Linked DNA regions of Rattus norvegicus: region 2 is linked to region 1. The links are chromatin contacts, called in public Hi-C maps. All regions are on one chromosome and are shown on one strand. The core of a region is the stretch at or near the end of the contact, and the rest is flanking DNA. Distances in the headings are between cores, read along the strand shown.

What was found. Hi-C and Micro-C count contacts between places; a contact is called where the count stands out from the background.
Region 2: a Hi-C map of Schwann cells shows a contact between it and region 1, with 14 times the contacts expected there. The contact joins two enhancer-like sites. A contact is called at or near these places in 2 of 12 Hi-C or Micro-C datasets (Schwann cells and psoas muscle).

Annotation. Positions count from the first base shown.
Region 1 is chr11:44,667,668-44,670,876 of GRCr8, forward strand. No RefSeq gene overlaps it. Among named protein-coding and RNA genes, the nearest start is that of Atp5po, 12 kb to the left of the region's middle. Within about 2 kb of position 1,599, at least 19 of the 93 cell types and tissues checked have an H3K27ac peak or open chromatin away from gene starts, as enhancers often do. A contact at or near this core is called in Schwann cells, where this site is marked.
Region 2 is chr11:44,918,561-44,921,473 of GRCr8, forward strand. No RefSeq gene overlaps it. Among named protein-coding and RNA genes, the nearest start is that of Kcne2, 83 kb to the right of the region's middle. Within about 2 kb of position 1,276, at least 3 of the 93 cell types and tissues checked have an H3K27ac peak or open chromatin away from gene starts, as enhancers often do. A contact at or near this core is called in Schwann cells, where this site is marked.

The DNA.
Region 1 (3,209 bases), core at 349-2,848:
GGTTTACAAAAATTATCTCATGACACACAAAAAAGACCTAAGTACACACATTAAACATGTATGAACCACATTCTATAATTCCTCTACACACAAGTTTCCACACAAATTGCCCTGGCCTGGGTGTCTGTAGATTTCATTGCAAGTGTGGTATTGATTTAGGACAAGACTAAGGAGGGTTTTGCTTTTTGGGCTGGAGAGATGGCTCAGCATTGGAGAGCACTGTCTGCTCTTCCAGAGGTCCTGAGTTCAACTCCCAGCAACCACATGGTGGCTCACAACCATCTATACTGGGGTCTGATGCCCTCTTCTGGCCTGCAGGTGTACATGCAGATAGAGCACTCATATACATATAAATCCTCTTCTTGTGGAAAGGACTTGGGAGTGTTTGCATTATCTACTGATTCACGCTGGAGTACGTTCCTTTCTGGTGTTTCCTTTGTTCTGTTTAAGAACTGTGCACAAACCCCGTACTGCAGTCCTCTCATCTTGCAGGGTGGCGGCTTGCGTTAGAGCAGTTCTTTCAAACACAGTCTTTCTCTTTAAAGTGCCAGAAAGAGCAAATGACCTCAGGCGCTCTTGCAGGAGTCTCGCAGTTTGCAGGGATTGTATGTTGGAAACTTGGTAATGAACAAGAGAGAGAAGGCATTATCACCACATGAATTTAAACTCTTTAACCTTAAGATCTGGGACGTGTGCTCAGAGGAAAGGGACGGTAAATCATGTAATAAGAGTTGCTGGTGAGAGTGGAGACTCGGCTCGGTAGTTAAGACCTTGCGCTGCCCTTGCAGAGGACAACTCCAACCCCACCCCGTTCAGTTTCCAGCATCCAGGTCTGCATTTAGACTGCTAACCCCAGCTCCAGGGGATCTGACGCTCTCTTCTGGACTCTTTCGGCATTTGCGTGCTCACATGGACGTATCCACGCACTGGCATACTTGGATACACAAGGCTGTTTATTTGGTTTGGTTGTTTTTCTTTTTCTTTTCTTTTTTTTTTTTTTTTTGGTTCTTTTTTTCAGAGCTGGGGACCGAACCCAGGGCCTTGTGCTTCCTAGGCAAGCGCTCTACCACTGAGCTAAATCCCCAACACCCCCCCCACCCCCCCCACCCCCGCTTTCTGAATGCTGCTGTTAAAGGCGTGAGCCACCCCGCCCCCCACCCCCAACCCTGGCCCGTTTTAAAAAAAAAAAACTGTAGCACTGTCTGGACTGGAACTCTCTACGCAGACCACGCTGACCTTAGACTCATACCGATCTACCTGCCTCTACCTCTGCCTCTCGAATACTGGGATCAAAGACATGCCACCCCACCTCACCAGCATACACGTAATTGTTAATTAATTAATTCATTTTTTATTTGAAAAGTTTAGCATTTGTTTTTTTTCCCCTGAAACTCAAACCTCTCAGATCCGCAGAGTGGCAGATAGAGGGTTTTGATTTTCACCACGCTGTGATTCAGGTTTGTTCCCTTCACCTCTAGGCGTGAGGTTGTGCCCACCTTGAAGTCACTACCTGCTCAATGTTCAAGGTCACCAGGAGGAGACTGGTCGCAGGTTTCTGCGAGATGCTACTGACACTAGGGGGCGCCATCGCTTTACATTGCAAAACAGTCTTTCTAGCGCTGGGTCCAAAATGCAGTGTCTGGCTCACATTAGTGAGCGAGAAACAGATCATTGTGAAACAAACAATTCTGATAGCTCCAGTCACGTCCTCCGCCATCACAGCTGATGCCTGGCATAGACCCTCCCCTAGAAACCATCTTAGCTGGTCCTCGGCTCTCAGACTTCCCATAACAACCTAGGTCTTGCTTCACTGGGCAGGTTTCTGACTTAGAAGTGACAGTCCTTTGTTGGAGGTGGGCGGTAGGGTGGGGCTAGGTCAGGAGGGCAGCGCTATACCTTTGGGAATCTTATTCTGGAGGACGATAGCGACAGAAGAAGCAAACGAAAAACACAGAGCAGAACATTCTTTGGCCCCTAGTTTGAAGCACAATATTGATCTTAAAAGGGAAAGCCACAGTAGTGAGTTCGCTTGCACGGAGCATTTCTAACCGACTGAGAGGCCTGAGGAGAGCTGCCCTCGGGTCTGGTCACTGTTGGTTGTTCTGGATGGAGTGACCTAGGCTTTGCCTCACCACCTCTGTGTCTTAACTAATTTCTGTCTCGGGTTCTTCTGTGGAGAGTGGAAATATCTTAACAGGAGGTAGCATGTCTCAGCCTGGGAGGTACCGGGAACAGCCTGTTACTCTCACCTCTCACAGGGGTTTTCTCTTTTTTTCTTTCTTTCTTTCTTTCTTTCTTTCTTTCTTTCTTTCTTTCGTTCTCTCTCTCTCTCTCTCTTTCTTTCTTTCTCAGTTTATTTTTTATTGGAATTTTAAAATTTTATTTACGTTTTAAATGTTATCCCCTTTCCCAGTTCCCTGTCTATAACCTCCCTATCCCATTCCTCCTCCCGCTTCTACATTCCCCCACCTGTCCATCCAGCTACCCCTTCCTGCCTCCTGCCCTGACATTCCCCTAGGGGGTTGAGTCTTGGCAGGACCAAGGGCTTTTCCTCCTATTGGTGCCCAACATCCTCTGCCACATATGCAGCTGGAGCCATGGGTCTGTCCATGTGTACTCTTTGGATGGTGGTTTAGTCCCTGGGAGCTCTGGTTGGTTGGTATTGTTGTTCTTCCTATGGGGTTGCAAACCCCTTCAGCTCCTTCAATCCTGTCTCTAACTCCTCCACTGGGAACCCCATTCTTGGTTCAACGGTTGGCTGTGAGAATTCACATTCACCTCTGTATTTGTCAAGTTCTGGCAGAGCCTCTTAGGAGTCGGCTGTATCAGGCTCTCACAGGGTTTTTCTATCTGTTGTTTCTCCAGTAGAGGGGAGATGAACACAAACAGGGGCCATTTTAAATGCAACATTAACGTGTTATTTCCTCTCTTCACTGGGCCATGGCCCAGAACTTGGAAGAGATGGTGTGAGACCCTCTGCAAGCAGGACACAGTTCCCGTCAACATCAATTCCATTTGGGAAGGGGCCCGATTGTGGGGAGGCTTGTCGTGGGTCAGAAGCAGGTGTCATCTGCAGAAGTAAAGTTCTGAACCAACCTGCAGCCAGAACATGTTGGTAAACAAGCAAGGGTCAAAGTGCATTATGGTCAGTAAGAGGGTTCAGTGGGTAAAGGTGCTTGTGGCCAAGCCTGATGACCTGAGTTCAATCC
Region 2 (2,913 bases), core at 26-2,525, 250 kb after region 1:
ACACAAAGACAGAGAGAGACAGTGAGACAGAGAGACACAAGTATACACATACACACAGAGAGACACACACACAGACACACATACACAGACACACAGAGACATACACACAGATAGACACAGACACACACACACATGCACACACATGCACACACAAAGACAGAGAGAGACAGTGAGACAGAGAGACACAAGTATACACATACACACAGAGAGACACATACACAGACACACAGAGACATACACACAGATAGACACAGACACACACAGACATACACACATATAGACACACACACATGCACACACACATATACATACACAGACACACACACACACACACAGACGCACAGAGACACACACAGAAACCTACAGACATACACACACATAGACACACACACATAGACACAGACAGATACACACATGCACACACAGAGAAGAGAGAGACAGTGAGACAAAAAGATGCAAGTATACACATACACACATACACACAGAGAGACACACACACAGACACACACACACATAGACACAGACACGCACACACACATGCACACACACAGAGACACACAAACACACATATACATACACAGACACAGACACACACACACATAGACACAGACACGCACACACACATGCACACACACAGAGACACACAAACACACATATACATACACAGACACACACATACACATAGACACACACACATGCACACACACAGAGACACACAAACACACATATACATACACAGACACAGACACACACACATAGACACACACACATGCACACACACAGAGACACACAAACACACATATACAGACACAGACACAGACACACACACACACATAGACACACACATAGACACACACACAGACACACACACACATAGACACACACACACATAGACACACACACATGCACACACACAGAGACACACACAGAGACACACACATGCACACACACAGAGACACACAAACACACATATACAGACACACACACACACACACACACACCACTCTTACTGGCATCTACAGCAATGGCACACTCAGCAGGCAGGCAGACACTGTTGTGTCATGTTGAGTTGAAGCCAGGCTTCATGCAGGTGGCCTCAGATTTCCCCTCACACTCACTTCCATCTCATGACCCTGCCCATGGCACCACGTCCCATTTGGTTTGCATGCTTGTTGGGTCAGCTTCCTGCATTTTTAGGGCTGTAGGGTGTAGGAGAGGAAGAGCACCGAGTAAACATCCATCCTCCTTACTATGTCATCTTATGGCATGCTGGTCGCGTGGCTTTGAGCTTAGTCATTGGTCTGAGGCAGTGGTTTTTTTTTTTTTTTTGTGGGGGGAAGGGGGCCGCGTTGCAAGCCCATTGTTTCTTTCTTTGTGTATTGTGTTCTTCAGAAAGAAATCCCTGCATACGGCTCATAATTAGGAAATAGGGAGTCATTTCCACTTCCCTTGCGACGTACGTCATCATCTACAGACTGTTTTGAATTCTACGCAAGAGGGTAGGTGACAGCAACCTCGTGGTGGCCCACAATCATCTGTAATGAGATCTGGCACCCTCTTCTGGTATGTCTGAAGACAGCCATAATGTACTTGTGTAAAATAAATAAATCTTAAAAAAAAAAAAAAAAGAGGGCAGGTGGGATGGCTCAGCGGATAAGTGCGTGCGACCAAGCCTGACGACCCAAGCTCAAGCTCCAGGATCCACGTGGAAGAGAGAGGGAACTGCAAGTTGTCCTCTGATCTCCACACGTGTGTGTCACACACACACACACACACACACACAAATATGTCATTTTAAAAATTTAAAATAATTCTGCATGAGAAATGCATTTATTCTCTCCCATTTAATTATCTGACAATTTACTATATCAGTACCGGGTTGCGGATATTAATTATCTACACGAAATGATGATCAAATGCTACTTTTAAGTGTTTGTTGCCTAAGCTGTTACACTGTGGTCATGAGAGCTCTTTCACTCCTTGCCACATCTCTCCTATCCAATCTTGTTTGTGCAGGCTTTGGGTTTAAACTTGAACACACTTCCTTCAGGTTGGGTACGAGATGCCCCATATGGTTCTTGCTCCATTCCTAAGACCAGACATCTGTCCAAGAAGTTCCAGTTCCTTCACTGCTGAATGTGAGCACAGAGCAGAATCTGGGGACAGGGGGCATGTTACTGCTGGGTGACCATTGTTCCCAGGTCCTCTCAACGGACAGGTGAGACTCTGTGTGTGCATGAGTATGCGTGCGTGTGTGCGTATGTGCATGTGTGTGTGCATATGTATGAGAGTGTGTGCATGCCTGTGAGCATGCATGTGAGGGTTTGTGTGCATGCCCACATGTGTGAGTGTATTGTATGAGTGTGTATGTGTATATGTAACAGTGTGTGAACTCATACATGTGGGTGCCCCATGTATGAGTGTATTGTGAGTATGAGTGTGTGTGAGTGTGTGAGTGTGTGCGAGTCTGTGTGTGTGTGCATGCACACATGTACGAGTGTATTATATGAGTATGAGTGTGTGACTGTGTGTGTCAGTGTACATGTGTGAATGTGTGTGTGCCTGCATGTGTGAGTGTACTGTGTGAGTATGAGTATGTGTGTGCGTGAGTGTGCATGTGTGTGAGTGTGTATGTATGTGTGTGTGTGCCTGCATGTGTGAATATATTGTGTAAGTATGAGTGTGTGTGAGTATATGTATGTTTCCACAGATCATTCTGGCTTCCTCTTGTTTGTTATCTGTAACCCTCCATTCTCACAGGAAGAGACTTAGTTCTCATCGCCACCATTCATTTATGTGATTTAGGAATATATAGAATTCTATGCATATGTCTGTATAGGGGCTTTGTGAGCATAAGAGCAAGTGCCACAGACAGACACCAGAGTCATCACATTGCCCTAAAAGTGGACTGAC